Linked DNA regions of Mus musculus: regions 1 and 3 are each linked to region 2. A link is a contact called in public HiChIP or PLAC-seq data. All regions are on one chromosome and are shown on one strand. The core of a region is the stretch at or near the end of the contact, and the rest is flanking DNA. Distances in the headings are between cores, read along the strand shown.

Region 1 (3,508 bases), core at 786-3,285, 1.0 Mb after region 2:
GTCCCACAATGTGCTTGTAACTATTATTTCATTATTTCTAATGTTTAGGAGATTATAAAAACCACAGCATGCATTTTAGGATTAGCATTAAAATTTGGGTTACCCTTAGCCACTGTCTTTGGTTTTCTACTCTTCTACCTCTAGTGGTTTAGTAGCCCAACTATTTAGATGACTTACCAACTAGATTTATGTGCAGGTAGTGTCCAGTTTAGAGTTGAATGTATTCTGAGAGTTTGTAATGCGTAGTACTCCTCATAGATTAAGCCCTATGTAAGTGATTCTCTTTTCACACAAAGTCAAATATTCAAATATTCATATTCAATTTCCACTTGATCCATACTAAAGAGTATAATAGTATTATTTTACTTTTTATGATAGAGTAGTTTTTAAGAAGAGAAACAATATGTTGTAAACTGTACTTAGGTGGGCTGTGTGTACTTGTTAGCTGATTAGGATTGAAACTACCACTTAGAGTTTTTTTCACGTGCAGAAAAGATATATATATATTACATTTACATGATATATATTTTACATATATATAATTTCTTCTAAAAAATAACTTCCTAGCCTTCCTCTTTCTTTACACTTGGCTCCTAACCTGTCTGGCCTGTGCTTAACAAGGTCTTGCCCTTCTGACTGGGAATGTCACAGTTTCTGAGACTCAGAGTGAAGCTGAGAGTCTCCCTGCTGTCTGTCCCCCTTGCCATGGTCCCTGGCACAGAGCAGGGTGTGCTCATTGGTAATAGGCATTGTGACTATGCTTACAGCTGTGTGTACAGCTGCTGCTGTCTGGGAACACAGGGATGTTGAATGTGTTAGGGTTACCTTTGTTTCCTACTTCAAACATCCACGTTGACACGCAGAGGCATCTTTGTGCTATGATCAGATGCCTCCATTTACATAGGAATACAGTAAACTACTTCTAAATGATGGAAAAGATGTTCAGAATGATGCCTGTTGCTCTTTGTTCTCTTCGATCTTTAAAGCTCTGTTGTGTTCGTGGGCATTTTGTCCTTTTCACTGTAAAGTTCGTGGTTCTTGGAATTGTCTAGAACCACGCATCCTTTCTGCTCAGGCTCTGGCTGTGCCCGGCCTTTCCTGTTCTGCTCCCCCTGCATTTTCACCTGTGCGCCCTCTGCTTTGGACCTTCCTTTCTTCTACCCTTCCTCAGAAATAGCAATAGCTGTTAGAGTTGATATTGCTATGGGGCTGTCGTGCATCTGGCTGTCACCCCAGTGATGACACCACGGAAGGGTTGTGACTAGAAAAGGAAGCACTTCAGAGAATACAGTGCAGAGAAAAAGAACATGTTTGTAAAATGTCTGCTGTCTTCTAGATTGGCCTCGAACAGCTTGTGTTTGGATCATTATATATTGAAAATGAGTTATGTATCATCAGCTTTCTCTTATGTTCACAAATGTATATGTGTATGTGTATATACATGTATTTGTTTATAAAATGAGTGTGTAAGCAAAGATAATATTGGATAGAAAGGGAAGAATTAGTAGGGATTTCTATGATAGTTTTTATATTTGTACCTATAACTGCATAAGACTCTGTAATTGTGCAACTAATTTTCATGCTATGGAAACTTGTCACATTTTGAGTGTATATATACATTTTTATAAAAGCTACATTGAAAGAAATTACAATTCTGAGGTTTTCTTAAATCAAGTATAAAAACATTGTTTACCCATTAGAAGTTTCTATAGGAGTTTGGTATTTCTGAACGGCATTTTGATAATTTATCCAGAAAGTACTGCTTTTCATCTTACTATAGACAAAAACCAATCCACTGGGTGTGAAGAATTTTTTCCAATGTATTCATCATTTATAGTTCTTTTTCCCCATGGGATTGTGATTGCCTGCGTGCGTGTGTGTTTATAATTTGATATTTTATGCCTCATATAGAAACATAAGCATTCATACAGGGTCCTGAATATTAATTTCTGAGGTGATGGTGGGAGGGGCAAGGATTGAGAGCACACTTCCTGTCTTGTCACGCCTGACTTACTAAAGCAGGCTGGTTTAGATGCAGGCCTTATGCCAAAGTGAACAGCCTGAGGAGTCTTACTTCAAAGAGGGGGGTGGATGTAGGCTTCTACTTACAAGTTGCAACACTTGTAACTTCGAAAGAGATCTCTCTCTTTTTGTCTCCTCATCTGAACTGCTACTTCTTGATTTTTCATTAGCATTGTCCTCTGTTGACCCAGTATAATCTTTGATGCCTTTCTTCCTGACCTGCTAACTTATAATTGACTGTCACTCTTATGTCTGACTCAGGAGTAAGTGTTTATTTAGACACACATACATGTAGATAACTCGTTCTTATTGTTTGGGTTAATTCTATTCTACAAGGCGACTGAGACATTCTTCGTATAAGACATGTATTACTATATGTGCCCTGTAACTGATGAGCCATGGGTTGCATGCACACTAACCAGTCAATATGTAACTTGGTCCTCCATGTGCCTCTATTAATATGTATTATTGCATCTCATTACTGCATTACAGTGAGCTCACAGGTGACTGTTTAACAGAATATCTCATCTATTGTGCACTGTTTTTGCAACACATTTCATAGTTTTCTGGTGCTTAGGAATTGTAGACATGTCAGTATTCTGCTTCTAAGAAGACAAAAAATAAGCCGGGCGTTGGTGGTGCATGCCTTTAATCCCAGCACTCGGGAGGCAGAGGCAGGCGGATTTCTGAGTTCGAGGCCAGCCTGGTCTACAAAGTGAGTTCCAGGACAGCCAGGGCTACACAGAGAAACCCTGTCTCAAAAAACCAAAAAAGAAAAAAAAAAAACAAACAACAAAAAAACAAAACAAAAAACAAACAACAACAAAAGAAGACAAAAATAGAAAACCATGACACCAAATCCATGAGAAGCCCGTGTTTTTACCATGAGAGCTTGAAATAAGAAATAGTGTTGCTGTTTGGCCTCACTTGGGAGCTTATCTGTTGAGGACTCAAACTGTCCAGTGCTCTGTGCAGGCCTGTAAGTGATGGATGGCCACAGTTCCTTGAGTGTGACTTGGGAGTTAGAACTACATGTTGGAGAACATTGGTATACCCAGTTTTTGGTCCATGAATGAAGGGCATCTGACATACATCATCGCCCACTGGTTCCCGTCGTTAGCTGTTAGCTTTCGGAGGGACTGCAGAAACAGCTAAGGAGTTTGTTCATTGACCGCATTACCTCTTCAAGTATTTCATGCACCAGACCCAGTGTAGTTCCTCTGAGATGTTCAGGTCATTTCCTCTTGTTTGCCTAATTGTTCTACCCTAAGCCCCTGCACCTGATGTGTTTAGTTCATCCACCATGCAGTCTCCCAGTACATTCCCTGAGCTTCCTCTTCTCCCTCCCCTCGCCTCCTGTGCCTGCCTCCGTTCTCTTCAGATTGGAGTCATTGTGTCTTCATATGTGTCTGAGGCTCGCTGTATTCTTAGTCCCACCACATAGGTGGTGTTAGTACACCTGCAGACATACGTATACTTTTTATTT
Region 2 (3,089 bases), core at 553-3,052:
GACATGGTTTTAAGGCAATGGAAAGTATATTAGCTGTCTGAGTGTTCCAGATCCGAGTGTGTAGTCCTTGGCTTTATCAGGGTGAGAGGCACAAAAACCGTGTTCTGGGTTGACAGACTTCATTTAAGAAAAGCAGTTAACTAGATGTGGACTACAGATGCCCAAACACAAGCTTCTTCGCACACATACACTTCCCCAGAGCTATAGACCTCGATGAATTAGGTCTTTGTTTCCTTTTGGCAGATAGGACTGCCTACATGCTGAGTTTTACAGCCTGAATAGTACTTCTGCCATGGAGGGAGTTGTCTTGGGCCCTACTACACTTCTACCATAAAGGTCCCAGGGATTGAACTCAGGTTGTATTGGGCTTGGGAGCGGTTCCTTGACCGTCTGAGCTCCTTACAGAGGCTCAACCTGTTTGTTAGACATCCACTTATTTATTTGTTCCCATGTCTTCCTTCTTTGGTAACACATTGATTTATTTGAGGTCAAAGTTAGGTTAGGAAGGTGTACTTCTGTGGCTGAACAATTGTGTAGCGCGTACCAGGCAGGTTCTGCGGGTTCAGTGCCCAGCACAGGGGATCTAATGAGCGAAAAATTATATTGCCTTAGATGAAAAGATAACTTTCCAACATATACTAGAATTGCACAGGACTTAATAGCTTCAAAGTGATTAGATTTTGGTATTTTGAATAGATTAAGAGCTATTGGCCCCTGCTGTCTCATTAATATAAAATAGCACAGTTGTGCTGTCTTTGTGCTTCATGTAAATACAGCTCACCTACTTGACAAGTATTTTCTGAGCTCCTACTTTATGCTTTAGACCTATCAGGGTCCCGCATATAGCGCAGATCATAGCTTCCACCATGGTAGTGGGAGCTGGGTGCGGAGCAATTGCCCAATTAAAATACAATCAAAATCAGGATTCATTGGTCAGTCAGGTACTTCCTCCACTGTGGAGTGGATTGTGAGGACAGGCTGCCCTGAACAAGGTTAAAGATCAGAATCAAACTCTAATGCTGAACTTAACTGACAGGCTGCCAATTACAGCTTTGAAATCCTTCAAGGAATTTAACGTTGTCCTAAAATATCACACCGTAATAACGGCTTTAGTCCCTTGAGTGGTCCTGCTTTGGTAAGAACAGCAGGTAAATATGTCTGCAACTTGCTTCAATTCAATCCTGGCTTCTTCGTTTATAATCTGATTCTGGCAGATCCAGTTAGGGCGTGAGGTTTCCGGATCCGTACAAAACTCTGAGAAAGCCTCAGGGGCCAGGCTCCGGCGCCCGGGAAGTTAAGAGCCATTCCGTGACGCAGTCGCCCAGCCGATCCAAGTCTCACGATCGGCCCGGGAGGGGGCGGGGGGCGAGTTCACCCGAAGCCACTCGGCAGAGACTGCCTTGTAACTGTCATGTTAGGCGTCCGAGGGACGGCGCTTCCGGGCAGACGCAGCCCTGCGTCGTCGGTTTTCCGGCCTTTTCCTCAGTGAGAGAGCTTCTGGCGTGCTCTGGGTCGCCGCCTCAGAAGGAGCCAGGCTCGCTAACAGCGGCTCGGAAGTCAGGGGACATCAGTCTCGACTGTTCTTCGAACAAAGCCGAGCCGCCTGCGGAGAAGCCAGCCAGCCCTTCAGGGCCCGCCCCACCCTTGTCCCACCCCCTGTCGGCTACACCTCGCGAGACCGGGCAACGAGACTTCCCAGAAAGCCTTGGGCTACACTCAACCGCGGTTCGCCAGTCGCGCCTGGGCGGGACGGTGGGAGGGGCCTGCCTAGCGATTTAGCGGCCTGGAAGGCCACGCCCCAAGTCGGAAGTGACGGAGCCGAGCTAGCGCGACGAGGCCGCCTCTATGGTCTTCCTCTCCTTCTGGAGTCGGGAAATGGCCGCTGTGTAGTTAGCACGGAGGTAAACCCTGCACGCACATCGTGCTTCGGCGTGTCAGGTAGGCCTCGCGCCGCATTCGAGTCACTCAAAGGAGAAAGCCGAGGCGACAGGGCGGTTGGGTATCGACAACTCTGACGCGTGGTGACGGGTCGGCGGCGGGAACGGGGACCCCGAGCCGTTACTCGTGCGTTTTCCTCCTCGCTCCCTCGGGTCTGGAAGGCGCCGCGGGCCGCCGGGGTGGGGGGATGGGGGAGCTGCGCCACCAGCGGGCCGGGCTGCGAACCTGGCTCGGGGCCGGAGCCCGGGAGGCCTCGGCGTGCGCGTGCGCAAACCGCTCGCCGACCCTTCCCCCACGGCCTCGGCTGGGACTCCTGCGCGCGCCCGGCCCAGGGCTCTGCGCACGCGTGCTTTTTTCCCCTTTCTTCCCTGCCCATGGCAACGCCGCCGCGTGTGTTAGTTTCCGAGCCTTGCTTGTTGTTGGCCTTGGGGGAGGCGTCTTCCTTCCTGGTCCTAGCCTTTGGGACTCGGAGGAGATAACGGCGAGCTGCGACAAAGTTAAGCAACGGAATCAGCCACGTCGTGCGTGGCGGTTAAGCCGCCTCCCTCGCCTCTATGGGGTACATATGTCGGTTTAGGCCAGGCTTAATCAGATGAAGGCTTTCGATCTGTTTGTAGCAGACACCTGGGTGTTGGCGCCAAAGTTTTTCGTTTTGGCTCCCTACCAACTCACTGTTGTAGCCGATCAGTAGGTGCGTAGTTCCAGTTTCTAGCGGGATGCGACTAAGAGAGGGGCCCTTTCTCAGTAATCCAAGCGCTGACATACCTTTTTTTTTTTTTTTTTTTCTTGTTTTTCCAGACAGGGTTTCTCTGTGTAGCCCTGGCTGTCCTGGAACTCACTCTGTAGACCAGGCTGGCCTCGAACAGAAATCCGCCTGCCTCTGCCTCCCAAGTGTTGGGATTAAAGGCGTGCGCCACCACCGCCCCGGCTACCTTTTTTGGTAAGAGTTAGCACACTTTAGAAATTGAGGATATTGGCAGCGGTGATTGGGGGGATAAATGGGTGAAGGAAGAAGGTTATAGTTCTGTCACTCAGTGCTGGCCTTGAACTCCCAGTTAATCTCCTGCCTTAGCTTCGGGAGTGGTGGGATAATAGTATTTTTTTTTCGTCACTTCTTCGTCACCCCAGCTGAGTTTTAAGATTTGTTTTCT
Region 3 (3,233 bases), core at 327-2,826, 1.6 Mb after region 2:
TCTTTTTCGTTTCATGATGAAGTTTGGTTCTTACTGTAGTCATTACCATAATCCCGATGGGGAACATTTCTTTCATCTTAGAATAATTCTCTTTGAGTTCTCTCTGGTGATTTTAGATGGCCCCTTTAGGAAAATCACGGCCTACTGAAGCTGTAGATTACATAATGTATCCTTGTGTCTTGTACAACTTCATCCATATCTCACCTCATAGAAACTCATACTCTAAAGGAACTCAGGCACCTCTTCCCCAGTTAATCCACGTTTCCCATATAAATGGTGTAACAATGTGGGTTTTGTTGTTGTTATTGTTCTGTTTGGGTGTTGTTTCTGGCTAGGATCCCATGAATTCTAGTCTGGCCTCAAACTCTGAGGATAAGCTTGCATTTCTGATCCTCCTACCTTTAACCTCCCAACTGCAGGGGTTCTAATCCCATGTTGCCACAGTGTCTGTCGCTGTTTTGTTTTTTCTTTTGTTTGTTTGCTTGTTTTGTGGTCCTGAGGATTAAACTCATGGTTTCATGCAAGCACTCAATCAACAATTATTTTTAAGGATAGTTCTAGTGTATTTCCTACCAGTGAACGCTTACTGGTTTTGGATTTGAATGCTATATTTGAATAGAATGAGATGTCAAACAAGTGATTGAGTGGCTGAATTAATGAATGAGTGAATGAATGAGTGAGTGAGTGAGTGATCGTGTATGTCTATCTCATAGACCAAAGTACAGCCGGAGGTGAAGTAGCTGATCAAAACCACATGCTAACAGGGACCCCAAACCTTTTTGCTATAAATCCTATTTAAAAAACAAAACAAAACTCATAAAATATCAGCATCAAAGAGCACAAGTGGAAACGAGCTACGCATAATTAAATGTTTTTGTTAAATGAATTCACTTTGCAGAGGTTCAGGATAAGTTGGGGCATGTAAAAAGACTCGTCCTTGCTTCCTGTGACTCCCTTAGCATTGAATGGATTCAGCACGAATTTTTGGTGAAGGTCTGGGCAAGGTTCTGCCTATTGGTTTTGCACACTTTGTTTCTGTTCATTGATTTTCTCTTACTGCCGGCTTCTCTGTTGAAAAGGGTGGGCTTACCTCCCCAGTTGTTCCTTCTAATGTCACAGCGGAAGGAAGGGCATCCGAGGACCCTACAGAGTAAGAGACCATTCACTGCTACACATGTGTAGGCACATTATTTTATTTTTCAAGGTTTCATAGGGCAGGAACACGTTTGATGCCCCCCACCCCCTGCCTCCGGGGCTTGGTATCAGAACCGGAATCTGAAGAACTTCATTGAGAATTACATTATTGGGTCTGCATTTTACTCTGGTTACCACATTGTTGCAAAGAAAAACCAATTCAAAGAACCCTCCCAAGGGAATCCGTTGTTCTGTGTTTTCTGTGTCTCCTGACCATCCTCTGATCTTACTCACATATGCATGCATGCATCCTTGCTCCTTCCTGCCTTGCTTTCTCTTTCCATTTACCTTTCTGAGGAGGCTCTCTCCCTTCCTCCTTCCCTCCCTCCGGCTTCAGCTCTTTCTTACTCCTTCCCCCAGCTGCTTAACTACAGCTCCCACTGGAACCTACACAATCAAAAACAGCTCTCCTCCAGCAGCCTCCAGCAGCGCATCACCTGGAGCAGAGCGAGTCGCTCGCTCCCCGCTCAGCCCGGGAGCAGCTCGGTAGCTGGGGGCGGGGACGGTACCCTGCTCTCGCCTGAGCGCCCGCCAGAGCATCTCTGGATAGATTTGCTGTATCCCGCCATCCGGCCCCGGGGTCCTGTTGTGGTGATGCTTACGTTTCAAAGCAATGATGGAAAGAGAAAAGCCATTGCCAGTGGCCTCTGAAAGTGGGGCGAGTTACTGCAGTCGCTGCCGCAGCAGGATGAGCGAGTGAAAAACTGAGCCCCGTTAGCCTCTCCATCCCGTTCGGTCTTCATTCACCGTCTCCAGGAAGGCGGATCGGGATACAGATGCAGTAAACCAAGCCGGTGCCACCCTGGATCTATAACTGTGAAGTCCCTTCTGTGGAAGATGGTAAACAAAGACATGAATGGATTCCCGGTCAAGAAATGCTCAGCGTTCCAATTTTTTAAGAAACGGGTAAGCCCAGGTTGTGGTTGTTGCTTTTGTTTTCTACGCTGCTTCTCTCAAATGCTTTTGGAGGCTTGCCTAGGGTAAGCCTCGGGTTTTGTTACTGAGCCCTTCGTGAAAGCAGAGCTTCTGGTGTCAGTGGTCAAGGTGAGCGCTGGCCCTGCTGAGATTCATATTTGTTGGGGGGTGGGTAGGGGAGATGTTGATGGAAAGGGGGGGCTCAGAGGAGTTGCATTGGAAGAAGGGGGTTGGGCCGAGATGCCTTCAAATGGGTTTAAGATGGGAACTGAGATTTCTCAATCAAAGCCATGCCCAGGATTACAAGGCAGTTTCAAAGACAGCTGGCCCGAGTGCAGTTAATAAGAAGCAATTTAGTCTGGGCTAATTAAGTAGCTCTCTCGCTCTTATCTTTGAAGGGTTCAACTTTGCCACACCTTCCCTCCGTCTCAAGGGCTGCTGCATTTTCGTCTTCAATTGTTAGAAGCAGCTTTGGCTCCTCAAATCCATTCTGCCACTATCTCTATCTTTGGGGTAAACAGGAAAGGACCAGAGTGACCTTTGACAGAAATGATGGACTCCCAACATCTCAAACCCTCTATTTCAAGTTGCCTCAATTTTGCCTAGCACACGTGCCCTTACCAAAAGAATAAGGGATAGCCTGTTTTATAGCCCAAACTATGATTGGGGGGGGGGGCGTGCGGGGAGGGTTCTGCTGCTATGTACATTTGCTGTATACATTTGTTTAAATTCCTTTCATTCATAATGTTAGTAATGTCATAGGGCTGTAAATGAATAGACCTTTCTCTGTTTCACAGATAAACTCAGTTCATTGCAATGGCCACACTGGAGGTCTGTGGCTCTGCAAATTTATACATGAGTGGGGACTCAGAAATGAGTGGTTGTTGGAAGACTGATCATTGACATCCTTATGGGGAGTGTCTCTTAAGCAATAGGAGGCTCCTGTAGCCCCAGTTGTGCCGTCCTATTTAGTGCCCGGGGCGGTCCTATCCAGCTGCTTCCTTCCATTCATTCACCCTTCCCTTCATTCAGGCCGCGTCTGTGTGTGCCGAAAAGGCAACAGAACGTAATGAATTACAGGCTGGGCTGGACGGCCTCCTAGCACTGAAGGGTCAAGCTGGAAA

What was found. HiChIP or PLAC-seq counts read pairs in DNA pulled down with a chosen protein or histone mark.
Region 1: a contact with region 2 is called in an H3K4me3 HiChIP or PLAC-seq map of the 230-238 cell line, with 6 times the contacts expected there. The contact joins the enhancer-like site here to the promoter of Bclaf1 in region 2. A contact is called at or near these places in 7 of 39 promoter capture datasets (the 3T3-L1 cell line, embryonic stem cells, hippocampal neurons and 3 more), 2 of 484 Hi-C or Micro-C datasets (Th1 cells and extraembryonic endoderm stem cells), 7 of 115 datasets of contacts at active chromatin or transcription factors (the 230-238 cell line, the SCID.adh cell line, bone marrow-derived macrophages and 4 more) and 3 of 9 other capture datasets (adipose tissue, liver and macrophages).
Region 3: an H3K27ac HiChIP or PLAC-seq map of double positive thymocytes shows a contact between it and region 2, with 5 times the contacts expected there. The contact joins the promoter of Sgk1 here to the promoter of Bclaf1 in region 2. A contact is called at or near these places in 1 of 39 promoter capture datasets (embryonic stem cells) and 3 of 115 datasets of contacts at active chromatin or transcription factors (astrocytes, double positive thymocytes and embryonic stem cells).

Annotation. Positions count from the first base shown.
Region 1 is chr10:21,311,901-21,315,408 of GRCm38.p6, forward strand. All of the region lies in intron 4 of Hbs1l (Hbs1-like (S. cerevisiae)), which reads left to right. Among named protein-coding and RNA genes, the nearest start is that of Hbs1l, 18 kb to the left of the region's middle. Within about 2 kb of position 2,036, at least 11 of the 459 cell types and tissues checked have an H3K27ac peak or open chromatin away from gene starts, as enhancers often do. A contact at or near this core is called in the 230-238 cell line and pro-B cells, where this site is marked.
Region 2 is chr10:20,310,667-20,313,755 of GRCm38.p6, forward strand. It overlaps Bclaf1 (BCL2-associated transcription factor 1), which reads left to right and starts at 1,803. Exons shown (of 13, transcript NM_001025392.1): 1 at 1,803-1,938.
Region 3 is chr10:21,880,608-21,883,840 of GRCm38.p6, forward strand. It overlaps Sgk1 (serum/glucocorticoid regulated kinase 1), which reads left to right and starts at 1,577. Exons shown (of 14, transcript NM_001161845.2): 1 at 1,577-2,100. The coding sequence starts at 2,032. Gm46215 (a long non-coding RNA gene) reads right to left here and starts at 1,671. Exons shown (of 3, transcript XR_001779732.1): 1 at 1,586-1,671; 2 at 1,091-1,143.